2 separate regions of the Rattus norvegicus genome follow, and region 1 is linked to region 2. A link is a contact called in public Hi-C data. All regions are on one chromosome and are shown on one strand. The core of a region is the stretch at or near the end of the contact, and the rest is flanking DNA. Distances in the headings are between cores, read along the strand shown.

What was found. Hi-C and Micro-C count contacts between places; a contact is called where the count stands out from the background.
Region 1: a Hi-C map of liver shows a contact between it and region 2, with 1.5 times the contacts expected there. The contact joins the enhancer-like site here to the promoter of Ackr4 in region 2. A contact is called at or near these places in 3 of 12 Hi-C or Micro-C datasets (kidney and liver).

What each region holds. Positions count from the first base shown.
Region 1 is chr8:113,643,619-113,650,152 of GRCr8, reverse strand. The region is part of intron 2 of LOC120094252 (a long non-coding RNA gene); the gene reads right to left. Dnajc13 (DnaJ heat shock protein family (Hsp40) member C13) reads left to right here. Exons shown (of 56, transcript NM_001108776.3): 56 at 2,725-3,580. The coding sequence ends at 2,831. Among named protein-coding and RNA genes, the nearest start is that of Ackr4, 47 kb to the right of the region's middle. Within about 2 kb of position 5,187, at least 1 of the 93 cell types and tissues checked has an H3K27ac peak or open chromatin away from gene starts, as enhancers often do. A contact at or near this core is called in liver, where this site is marked.
Region 2 is chr8:113,595,841-113,602,453 of GRCr8, reverse strand. It overlaps Ackr4 (atypical chemokine receptor 4), which reads left to right and starts at 2,692. Exons shown (of 2, transcript NM_001399385.1): 1 at 2,692-2,829; 2 at 5,547-6,613. The coding sequence starts at 5,556. The coding sequence ends at 6,608. All of the region lies in intron 13 of Acad11 (acyl-CoA dehydrogenase family, member 11), which reads right to left.

The DNA.
Region 1 (6,534 bases), core at 3,938-6,437, 45 kb before region 2:
TGCTTCAAGGGTTCAGCCTCTGAGTTACCCTGAAATTGAGGGATGCTACCTCACCATTGAGCTGCCAATGCCTTTTGATGTATGCTGTGTTTAATCAGAATTTAATTAAAACCCAATCTTTGCCAGGTGGTAGTGGCTTGTTCCTTTAATTCCAGCACTTAGGAAGCAAAGGCAGGTGAATCTCTGAGTTTCAGGCCAGCCTGCTCTACAGAGTGAGTTCCAGGATGGCTAGGGCTACCCATCCTGTCTCAAAATGTGATGGTGGTGGTGGTGGTGGTGATGATGATGATGGTGATGGTGATGATGATGATGATGATGATGGTGAGAGGGTTAGTGATGAAGAAGAAATAATAACGACCAATCTGGCCAAGTGGCTTCCCTCAGCCATGTCTGCCTTATCCTCTAATACCTAACACTTGGACAGTGTTCTCATGAGCCCTGGAACTTCCACTCTTTTCCCACTTATCCCTGGAAAACACAACTGCTGTGTCAGCTTCTGAGATTCAAGATGTTCTTTTCAGCCCAAGGAAGCCATTAGGAGCCAGAGGCACAAAGCAGAGAGCATCTCAGACTTGCTGGGACTCAAGTGATGGGAGTAGGATTAGATGGCTGGCTCCTTTGTACTCTCATCACTTACAGCTTTGATTACTGTCTAGGAGTTCCGATTTTTTTTTTTTTTTAGTTTAGAATGGCCTTCATGTCTCTGTTGTTTTGCCTGTGCAAGATAGTTAAGTTTAGGAAGCATTTGTATGCAACTGTGAAGTTTTTGTTTGTATGACTATGGTGCTCAACAAGTATCTCTGTGTATCAGTACCCCATCACCCTTGTGAGTTTGCCCAAGACTCCCCAGTGACTTCATTGTTGCCTAATTTAATATGTAGCATTCGGGGTTTGGTGCCATAACCTCCTACTTTGATAAGAATCAAATTGAGCCCATGTCTTGGTTTCTCTTTCCTATGGCATGAAAAATACCCTGACAAAGGCAACTTAAGGGGAGAGGGTTTATATTAGCTATCGAAGGCACAGTTGATTATGGTGGGGAAGTCAAGGCAGCGGGAGCCTGAAGTAGCTGGTCACATTACATTCCCAGTCAACAGAAGGAGATGAATGTGTGTGTGCTAGTGCCCAGCTCCTTTTCTCCATTTTATATCCTCTCAGATGCCCTGCTGAGGGAATGGTGCCACCCACCGGGACAGGTCTTCCACCTCAATTAACATAATTGAGACAGTCCCCCACAGGCATGCCCACAGGTTCATCTGTGAGGGGACAATTCTGACCATCAGAGCCCACAGTCTGATTGCTTAGAGACCACACCACTCCCTAGTGTTTGTGGGTTTGCTCATCTGGGCATGTTGAGAGCAGTGTGGTGCTTTGGCTCTGAGCTGCACTGATGGATCAGTTTGTTTGGTGGTCTTCTTCCTGAGCAGTCTGTGGGAGACCTGGTTTGCTGAAGGTGATAGTTGATAGTGTAGGCTCCCAACACCTAAAAGTACATGACTCCAAGGACCCAGGCACTCTGGTTAACTTCAGCTCATTCAGGCAGTCACCTGTGACCTCGCCAGCATTTGCACAGTGTGTGACAGCCATTTCCCATTCAGTCAGGTGCTCAGAATCTGAGAAATGAGACGGAAGTGAATTGTGGCCTCTGTCCTACATCAGTCCTGTTGCCTTACCTGCATCCAATGCTCTGCTGTGTGCATGTCCTCACAACTCCCTTGCTGCTTACATTTCTTTTCTCCCCACCAGGTGTCTCTCCTTCCCTTCTAACTGGCAGCAGCCCCCTTCACCTCAGGAGTGGGCTTTAGAACTGCTCTGCCAGGCAGCTTGCTAACTTCTGTGTAGCTCTCTGAAGCAGGTAGAGAAACCTTTTGCTCAATGCATGCTGCTCGCACCACCTTTCCTGTCCTAACCCTCCAGTGTACACATTTGCCATGTTTCCTCTGACTCAGCTAAGCACTGCCCCTGTGCAGCGCTAAACCAGTTTCTCTCACAAGCGCTTGTTCCACTGTGTGGTGCTTCTGAGATGTAAGCAAATGTCTGTGGTACTCAAGGTCAGCTCCAGAGGCCAAAGCCCTAGGACCGCTGACACTTTTCCAAGTGCCACCTTTTCATGCGCTAGAGACGTTCAGTGACAGAACACATGGAGACTGCAACTAAAATGCTAATGTCTCCTGTGGAACATTCTTTTGACCTACGAGAAGAATGTCCAGACCCTTCCTCTTCAGAGAGAATTTACGTAGTGAGCTGTGTTCACTGGGTGTCGCTTATTAAAGTAGCCTTTTTTTGCACCAAGTGAAAACTGGTTACCTAGAGTGTCCTACTCAGAAGCTGCTTAGAGAATCCTGTCGTGAATCACTTTGAGATGGGCTGAGCGGGGGTGGGGAGGCGTCTCCGTCTGTTTGTTCCCGTGTTTTCCATGTAGCATAGCTCTTTAAGTACCCTGGATTTCTGTTGTTGTTTTGTCTTTTGCTTTGTAAAATTGAACTTCCCAGGGAAAAGAGGGAAAATTCCCTGTTTCTACACTGGTATTACTGCATGAATTTTGAAATTATTTCTAACTGTCATATAATAAAGGCCAGCCATGAACACAGGTTCTGTATCGCTGCCTGTTGGCAGCTGCACGTGTAGGTGATGGTTAGAGCTTCCCCTGGCCTGGACTGGGCACTGGAGCCCGTGTCCACCTGACCGATGTGGAAAATGCCTGCTTTCCTTCCTCTCTTGCAGGCCCTGGAGTTGCTGGCTACCTTACTGCAGGTGCGTCCTCATCAGCCATGTCTAACTTGCCACCTCCTGTAGACCATGAGGCAGGAGACCTTGGCTATCAGACGTGAAACACTCAGAGACAGTCCATGCTGAAGGCCAGTACTGCGCCCACATTCCTCCAACCAACATGTCGAAACAGACTCCGCCTTTCTCCTGGTTTCAAGACAGTGTTCTTCCTTTTTCTATACATAGATTTTTATTTAGGAGAAGAGTCCATGATTCTGACGTGTCTCGTTCTGAGAAAGCACTCTGTGGGTCAGCCACCTGGGTACACAAGAATTTCTTCTTCTTGATGTATGTAAGCACATTTTGTTCCTTTATATCTGTTTACAAGACTGTGAATCAAAAAGACAAAACTTTCTTCCTAGTTTTTATAATGTTTTTTTTTTTTTTTTTAATTACTGTGACTGTGGGATTAAGCTGCAGTCTACAAACATTGGGCTAAATCTTATCCCCAGAAAAGGGCACCTTCCTCTCCTGCACCAGGTCTCCATGGCCGTCTTCCTCTCATCGTCAGACATTAGATTTCTGTCCCTCCACCTGTGACCAGACCCTCAGTCATTAACTCTACGAGAGCTCGGTGCACATCGGTGCGTATGGCAGACTTCACCAAGCTGAACGACAGGGAGCTTGTGCAAAAAATTAAAACTAAAAATGGATGTCAAGATGTTATGTAAGAGATTAGTGTAATTGTGAAATGTTCTATACATTATCAAATATATAAAGCTTTCTATATTGAATGTACATTATACAGATCATTCATATGTGTACATAAAATTTTAAAAAATAAAGGGAATTGACTGCTTTGTTAATGAGATATGTGTGGTCTGTAATTTTAGCCTCTGGAGATTTCTTCCATGTTCACTTTTGGGGGGGTGGAACAGCAGAAGACAGGCTCACACTCGCATGCTGCACCCACCTCTTCATTCCTAAGCAGAAACAGCAGCTCAGTTACTGTTTCTGTCGTGTTAGGAGTGGGCCAGACTGCTAACCGCTGCAGGGGTGTGGTGGTCTAATGTTTCAGGAGAGGTAAGGAGCCAGAGAATATTTCAGATAACATCCTGGTGCAAAGGTCTTCCAGTTAGACCACAGACTACAGGAAATGTAAACATGGAAAGTCATGCAAACATTTGTCCACATCCTTGTTTTGGTTTGGTTTGAGACAAGGTCACCTCATTGTGACTCAGGCTGCCCTCAGGCTTGTGATCCCATGTGTGCATGGGAACTGTCCAAGATGTAAAGTGAAACAGTAGCAGGTAGCAGGAAGGTAAATACAGGAGAGTTGGCATGGTTAGTGGACAGAGACCTCGAGAGAGAACCCTGCCTGAAAGTCAGAAGGGGCCACTTGGACTCTACAGAGTGGCAGACTGGCCATTGGCATCCTGTCTGAGGCTGATTTGAGAAAGGACTGAGCCAGCATTGGATACCCTGTTGACGATCAAAAGCTTACGACAATTTACAACACCCTGACTGGGGACATGGCTCCATAGTAGAATGCTGACCCAGGATGTATAAGACCCTAAGTTCAGTCTCCAGCACTGTAAAAAATTAATTTTAAAATTCATATGTAGCAACATTTAACATTAAATTTTCAAATTTCCATTTGAAAACCACATGGAAACTACTATAAAGCTTCATGGTCCTTTAAATCCCTTCTGTGCTTATTAGGTGTGCTTGTTAATAATTATTCAACAGAGAGAAAAGAGAGCTTCACAGTGGATTAGCGGATGCCCACTAACTTTTTAACTTAGAGATGACGAATTTGGAGGCCACAAAGTGGAGATGGGAAGGTAAAACATTTTTACTATCCTACTTCTGGAAGAAGATACATCACCACTATTCATATTTCTAAGGAAAAGGAAGGTTCCAGAACTGTTCATGGAAAAGTCTGGTTACATACACAAAGAAAAACGTTGACATATTTTAATCGTTGCTAAGGCCCTGGGTTTCTATCCCAGATGAGTGGTTATTGCATGTGTGAGTTTTCAGTAATTTAGGGTAGCATATGTAAAGTGTAGTTCCAGCAAAGAACAAGAGGAGGCTTGCCCATGTAGGGTAGCATGTTCGTTTTGTTTGTTTCAGAAAATGGTTTATGAAGATGTGACTTGAGTCGGGAGGAATGAGTCGTCTGCCTCCTAAGCAAAAGGTCAAATGAAAATAATTCTACTAACATTTAGTTCTTTCCTAAATTCAGGAAAGTCACTTCCATTAGAGTTTTTGCTTAGATACCAGTCATACGTTGTTTTATGTGATTCACAAGCCCCCTCCTTACACATCTCTCAGGTTTGTCAGCATCCTACCAGCGTCAAATTAAGCTGGAAAAAGCTCGAACCTGTCTTGCCAGTGCTTGGGAGGGTGGAGGTGAGGTCGGAGTTCCGAGCAATGGGGCTGGAAGCAGAAACCGCTATCAGTAGATAGAGGACTGACTGACTGACTGACAGCCACATCCTTCCTGCAGCGGGGACCTTCCTAAGGGCAGGGTGGAAAGTCTGCTGTAAGAACCTGGTGTGAGTGCTGACGGTGTGTTCTTCCAGCCTGAGAGCCTCAGTGTGACCGGGGCCCACAGGAAAGGGACTGCTGGAGGGAGTGGGAGGTGAGGTGAAGGAAGAAAAACAAACTCTGTCCTTCAGAGAAGAGCATTTGTATCCTCCAGACAACAGGATGCCACTTTGGGCAGCAGAATTCTTTCGTTCTGAGAGTTAAAAGTCAGGCTTTATAATATTTTAAAGTATTTTTATTTATTGTGCGTACGTGCTCGTGCATGCACACACTTGCCCCGACATTCAAGTTGAGACCGTAGGGAACTTTGACCTCATTCTTTCCCTCCTTCCACCACATGGGTCCCAGGGATCAAACTCAGACAATGCGCTTGGTGGCAGTCACCTTCACCCGCTGAGCCAGCTCACTGGCCTGAGCATATACATTTTAAGGAGCGAGGAAAAGAGCAAAAGTGTAAATAGCCAATGCTGAGAGGTGTGTTGAGTAAGCTAAGGAGCAGAGTGGGAAGACCTCACAGCAGGCAGTTGTGATAGCACGCCCTGTAATCCAGGACTTGGGAGGCTGGACCGGGAGTAGCCCATGTAAGAGTGAGAAGCGGTCTCCACACAAAACAGGGCTGGGAAGACGGCTCCGTAGGTAAAGTGCCCACTGCTCAAGCACAAAGGTTCAGGGCTCTACAACCCACGAAAAAGCCATGGGTCCTACCATGAGTATGCAGATTGGGCACCTGTTAGTGTTTTTTTTATTTGGGAGGGGATATGCGAGGTCCAGAAGGAGCTGAGGGGGTGAATATGGTTAAATATATTTATGCATAAAACCCTCAAAGGATAAATAAAAACACTATATAAAAAAAAAAAAACAAAAAACAAGCACAAGAATGGCAGATGGCTCCTGGAACCTTAGCATGATGTTAACAGAGACAGATCCTTGAAGATCACTGGCCATGTGACACCACCAAATTGATGAGCTTCCAGGTTAGTAAGATAGCCTTGTCTCAAAAACTAGAAGAGCAATTAAAAGACAGCACCCACGGGGTTGGGGATTTAGCTCAGTGGTAGAGTGCTTACCTAGGAAGCGCAAGGTCCTGGGTTTGGTCCCCAGCCCCGGGGGGGGGGGGGGGGACAAGTTAAACAGAAGCTCAGTTTAGGATGCCCTCAAGACAAAATAAAATAAAATTGGGAAAAACAGCCCAGTTACAAAAAGGGGGTAAGAGGCAAAACCATCAAACGCTTCCCCAGAAGGAGGTATCCAGCCTAGGGGAGGATGGCCAAT
Region 2 (6,613 bases), core at 1,443-3,942:
TTGGATGGGTGGTAGACTTGTGACCCTTGCCTCAGCGTCCAGAGTGCTGGGATTAAGAGCCTGAGTCACCATACCCAGCTACCTCTGATCTCCTCTGCACTCCAGACGGCAGCTCTCCTAGCTTAAACAGGTTGGTTCTTTCTTTCTTTTTTTTTTTCCCTCCTTTTGACTGAATATGCATTTCTGATTTTTTTAAATTTCCCATCCAAATTTCCCATCACCACCAAGTCTCCTAGTTGTATCTGAAGAAATGAAAACACAGCAGAACCAAGGGTCTGTTCACCATGACTCATACATCATGAACTCATCGTGCCTGGAGCACCAACCCAGTCCAGATGCCTTTATGTCCTGACGGCTTACGTTTGAAGAAAATGGTTTTTTTTTTTAAATCAAAAGCTGTAAAGATTATTATAGAATTACAACTTGTTTATAAGACAGGAACCCAAATTATAAGAAAATACATAGTTTCTTAGGGTAGGGTAAACAAGGATTAGGAGGAGACATATTCAAGCACACACAGAGCAAAATTAAGACTGCACAGCAGGTAGCATCACGGGATACCGGAAATGTGTCAGAGATTGCACGATAAAATGGAAAAAGTCTAACATTGAACACGTAAGAGAGAACTGTAGCCCTGGCATCAAAATGGAGGATGTTGCTCAAACTGACTGATTCACTGCTTCGTGAGTTTATTATTTGACAGGCTGGCATCATGAGTAAGTTACTATCATAAATGCTTAAAACACACAGAGTGCAAGACAGCTGTGAAAGATGGAAATGATTATAAAGTACTAGGAGTGGGATGTGAGGCACTTGGAGAGCATCCTAGTTAGCTTCAGTTGTCGCCTTGACACAGTCATCTGAGGAGGAGTCTCAATGGAAGATTTTCCAGATCTGATTGTTATTTGCTGATGGGCACGTCTGCAGGAGACTGTTAATGGACCTGGGAGGGTCTGGCCCACTGTGGGCCAGCACTATTCCCTGGGCAGACGGTCCAGTGTAATCACGTTCTCTAACCATATTCACCCCCATTTTCCTTCCCTGTTCTCCTCTCCCACTGGTCTCCTTCCTCTTCCCAGATGATCATAATTCTATCTAGTTCCCTAAAAATGACATCTCTCTGCTTTATGGCTGAGTAGAAGTCCACTGTGTGTGTGTGCTCTGTGTGTGTGTGTGTGTGTGCTCTGTGTGTGTGTGCTCTGTGTGTGTGTGTGTGTGCTGTGTGTGTGCCATGTATTTTTCTCCTCTCCTCTCCTCTCCTCTCCTCTCCTCTCCTCTCCTCTCCTCTCCTCTCCTCTCCTCCTCCCTTCCTTTTCTTTCCTCTCTCTTTTGAGACCTGCTCTCACAGTACTCACGCCTCAACCTCAAATGCTGGGATTCCAGATATGAGTCAGTATTGCTCACAGGGGACTGAGAACTGAACCCAGGCTAGGCCACTCCACCAGCTGAACTACCCATAACCCTACATTGTCTTTACCTGTTCTTGGATGTGCTTGTATCTCCCTAGTTAAAACTGTACTAGCTTGGGCCTGGAGATGGCTCAGCAGTTGGGAACACTGGCTGCTCATTGAGAGGACCGGGGTCAATCCCCAGCCCCCATGTGGCAGCTCACAATTGTAACTCCAGTTTCAGCAGATCTGACTGCAGGACAGTAGGCAGGCAAGACACCTACGATCCTTAACAAAGGAAACGAATGGTGTCGCCTGCTCAGAAGATAGATTATGTGCCTGTTAGTAACTTCTCCTTCAGTCAGTTCACTTTGATGCTTAGAACTGACTGTGGTGGTGGTGGATTCCTCACACCTCGGCAAATGACACAAATCTAGAGCTAAGCTGTTTTAGCCGATGCTTCCTTAAAGAGAGGCGGCTACACAGGTTAAGGCTACCTTGACTCCCAGACATATGGGGGAGGGGGATAAAGATGAAGGCACATACTAATGAGTTTCTTCTGCATGAATCCACACAGACTATAACAATCATTGAGGGAAAAGAAAAGGCTTGGGTCTAAAACAACTTCTGCAGCTGGGCACTAAGGTCAGCTTTGCATGAAAAATGGGGCAATGGTATGCAAATGTGAGGTGAGGCCGAGGATCTCGTCTGCGTGAAACCCTCTTCCTTTCTAAGGTGCATTTGTTTGGCAGCCTGGAAAAGCAGCCTCTCCACACACAGGAGTTGGATGGTTCATGACTGGTCCTTGAGGGAAAGATTCTAAGAAAAGGAGAGAAAGCCTCGAGAAACGCACACTTTGGACCACAGAGAATGCTGCAGTGAGCCAGGGCTCTGCCCCAGTAAAATAAGAAACTGAAATCGTGTTGTACGCAAACAGTAAGTCCTGCTTAACTGGCTGATTTGGTTTTTCAAAAACATAACTTTATGGGTTAAAATCATCTTATTTTTCTCTCATAGACAAAATAACTTGGTCAAGTATTTCTGGAGCTCCCCCTCCCTCCCCGCCACCACACCCCACCCTGGGGCAGGGCCTGTGGCCACTGGATGCTCTCAGTGTCTCTCTGTGGCTGACCAGGGCTTGGTGAGCCACAGGCACTCTCTTGTCTCCTTCAGCTGAGTGGAAACGGACGGACGATCCTGCAGTTTGGCCGCCAGAGCTGGGACTCCTTCCATCTGTATCCAGGACATTTAGGAATTTGGACGCATGCCACAGGAAGGTTCGCAGAGCACTTAATCAAGTGCTCCGGAGGTTAAGTTTCAGGAAAGCTCGCTTGGATCCAAGATAAAGGCGGGGTGTAAAACTGAAAACAAGAGTTGCCTGGGTCACGGAGGTCCTCTGATCTCCTCTGCGCTCTGGACGGCAGCTCTTCCAGCTTAACAGGTTGGTTCTTTCGGGTTTTTTTCCCCCTCCTTTTGACCTGAATATGCGTTTCTGATTTTTTAAGCCCAAAGATTTTGTATTTTTATCTTAGTGGAGGATGGGGGACTTGGTACAGGCGAGTTTAAACATTTACATGTCCCACAAAGAGCTATTAAGAACAGCTCTACACTTCACGTGAGTGTACCAAGAAGAGCTTTTCGCATCACCACTGCGGGTTTGTACAATGTTGTCAGGGAGCAGACAGGGTTTACTTGGTCATTGCTTTTGGCTCTTTAAAATAAATTTGTTTTTGTTTTTAAAATGATTTTAGGGGCTGGGGATTTAGCTCAGTGGTAGAGCGCTTACCTAGGAAGCGCAACGCCCTGGGTTCGGTCCCCAGCTCCGAAAAAAAGAACCAAAAAAAAAAAAAAAATGATTTTAAAGAGCATTTAGAAGCCTCCCTACACATCTGCAGAAGGGTGCTTTCTGCAAAGTCTCTTCCGACTCTAACTTTCTTACACTGTTAGGAAGTCATCCTTACTCTCAAATGTCACCCTTACATTTTATTCGGCTCTATTGCTTTCCATCATCCAGTCCAAGGCTTCTGGATAACAATTAAGAACCAAGTTTATACTGTGTTAATAATTAATGCATAAACTACGGAGGCTGCAGAAGTCTCCTTAACAGAGCTTCTGAGCCGCCTTAGAGACTGCACAATAGAGCAAATCTCCAGGCCGGAGCACCTTCCCTGAGGGGAACCCTCACACTTTGCTTTACTCATTCAAAGAAGAGTTAGCAAGTTAAAGACCTTTTTTTTTTTTTTAAATTTGAATATTCTTTTCTGTACTGTTTTGAAAATACTGTTTTCATGATTGATTCTGTAAGATCTGAAATTCTTTGAGGGTCAAAATTAGTCAAACCAAGATAGAGAAGCTAGAAATAAAACTATAAGAATATTGAAAGTCATTATAGTATTTATATTAAACTTGTGAATTCTGTGCAAGCTTTTCTTGTACAATGCAGTGTTATTAGCCAGCTATGATTCCCCAGACCGAGATGGGAAACACGTGGTCCACCCATTCTGCAATAACAGCTTTATATGTGGTGGGAAAACGTTTAGAGCCTGACACATATTTAGTGAACAGCTAGAGTGTACCAGGTATGCTAATGAAACTTTGGTCACAACCAGAAATCAAATTGTCAGACTCCAGAGAACTTAGAGCTTGGAAATACATTTTCTCCACAGGATGGAGTCAAAGCTCTGACTGAGAGTCTTCTGGGGAGGAAACTGGATAAAGCTGACAAGCGAGAGCAATGGAGAGGCACGGCATGTCACGGCAGTGTGTCAGCCACAGCTGACAACTCAGCCCATTACTGACTACTGTGTGGAGCATGGGGAGGAGGCGGTGGCCGGAGGAAGCCTTGGATGTCATTCCAAGGAGCTTGTGGTATATCCAAGAGCCTTCCAGGCAAAGAGCTAAGCGAGACTGTGGTAGATTGGCAAGTTAGAGGCACAATATCAATTGGCAGTAAGAAGAATGGTTTGGACAAACAGTTGGTAAGGACAAAGAACAGTCAGATTCCAGATAGGAAGACAGGAGCATTAAGTGTGGTGTGTTTGTGTGTTTGTATGTGTATATCTGTGTGTGTGTGTGTGTGTGTGTGCATGCGCGTGCATGGTCAAATCTGATATCCAAACTAGGTGTGGTGGCTCACACATGTAATTCCAGCACTGAGGAGGCTAAGGCAGGAGGATTGCCAATGATCGTGCAGACTAACTGGAACCCAGGGATCTAGGTAATTGAGAAGTTAAAGACGGTGCCAGTTTTCAGTTTAGAGGGACCGGGGACACAAGTAGTGTGACAGGCTTAGGAGGCAAGCTGGCTAAGGAGGCTTTCTTGTAGCAAAGTCAACCAGTGACTCTGTGCCAATGCCACGCTAACTTATTTAAATTAAAATTATAAGTAACTCTAGAATAAAAATGAAAACATTTTTCAAGTAAAACAACTTCTTTTACTTTGTTGTAGAAATACTTCACAAGACTTAAGTAACATTTATAAAACTGAAATGTATCTTCTGCTCTTTGATTAAATTTTGCATTATAAAAACTAGGCTAGGCAGACGGCTCTGTGATTAGAGTGCTTGCTGTACACGTGTGCAGACTAACACTTGGATCCCCAGTATGCGTGTAAATGAGGGGTGGCCACTGCAGCTCATCCACAGCCCCAACACTTACAGGGTGCAAAGGATGGCTGCAGCAAGCTGGCTAGTCAGAATAGTCCTGATGGTGAGCTCTGGGTTCAACTGAGAGACCTTACCTCAACAAATGAGGGGAGAGTAATCTAATGACTCCTAGCAACTTCAACCTTTAGGTACATGCACACATGCGTGCGTGCGAGTGCGCGCGCACACACACACACACACACACACACACACACACACACACACACCAACAACAACTCATATTACTTAAGAGTCTTCACGTTTGTCCAGGATTTAATGACTAAGGGCTGGGATACTGTCTGTTGACCATGGGCCAACTCCAGTTCCTATATATGAGAGCAAAGGATGGGGGGACTGACTCCATGTGGTTCTCACTGAAGTTTCCATAGTGAGAGCTAGGCTCACATATGTGACAGCCACAATCTATTCTCGAGAAAAAGAACAAGCCACATGCTGGGCAGAAGCTGCTTCCTCTCATGCTGACGTGAGTGCTTTGTGTTCTTCTCGTCGTGCAGCTTGGCGCCATGGCTCTGGAGCAGAACCAGTCAGTGGAGTACGATTATGAGGACACCGAGATGAACTACACTCATGACTACAGCCAGTATGAAGTGATCTGCATAAAAGAAGAGGTCAGGCAGTTTGCGAAAGTCTTCCTGCCTGCCTTCTTCACGGTCGCCTTTGTCATTGGACTTGCAGGGAACTCCATAGTTGTGGCGATTTATGCCTATTACAAGAAACAGAGGACCAAGACCGATGTGTACATCCTGAATCTGGCTGTAGCAGACTTGTTGCTTCTGGTCACGCTGCCTTTCTGGGCAGTTAACGCAGTTCATGGGTGGATTCTAGGCAAAATGATGTGCAAAGTAACTTCGGCCCTGTACACGGTAAACTTTGTCTCCGGGATGCAGTTCCTGGCTTGTATCAGCATTGACAGATACTGGGCAATCACTAAGGCCCCCAGCCAATCAGGAGTGGGGAAACCCTGCTGGATCATCTGTTGCTGTGTGTGGACAGCTGCCATCTTGCTGAGCATCCCCCAGCTGGTTTTCTACACGGTGAATGAGAATGCTAGATGCACGCCCGTCTTTCCCCACCACCTAGGAACATCCCTGAAAGCATCCATTCAGATGCTGGAAATCTTCATCGGTTTTGTGGTTCCCTTTCTCATCATGGGCGTGTGCTATGCCATGACTGCTAGGGAGCTCATCAAGATGCCCAACATTAAAAAGTCCCGCCCCCTCAGGGTTCTGCTCGCGGTGGTTGTTGTTTTCATTGTCACTCAGCTGCCCTACAACGTTGTCAAGTTCTGCCAAGCCATAGATGCCATCTACCTGCTAATCACCAACTGTGACATGAGCAAGCGCATGGATGTTGCCATCCAGGTCACCGAGAGCATTGCGCTCTTCCACAGCTGCCTCAACCCCATCCTGTATGTCTTCATGGGGGCCTCTTTCAAAAACTATATCGTGAAAGTGGCCAAGAAATACGGATCCTGGAGAAGACAGAGACGGAATGTGGAGGAAATTCCTTTTGATTCTGAGGGTCCTACAGAGCCAACCAGTTCTTTTACCATTTAAATATA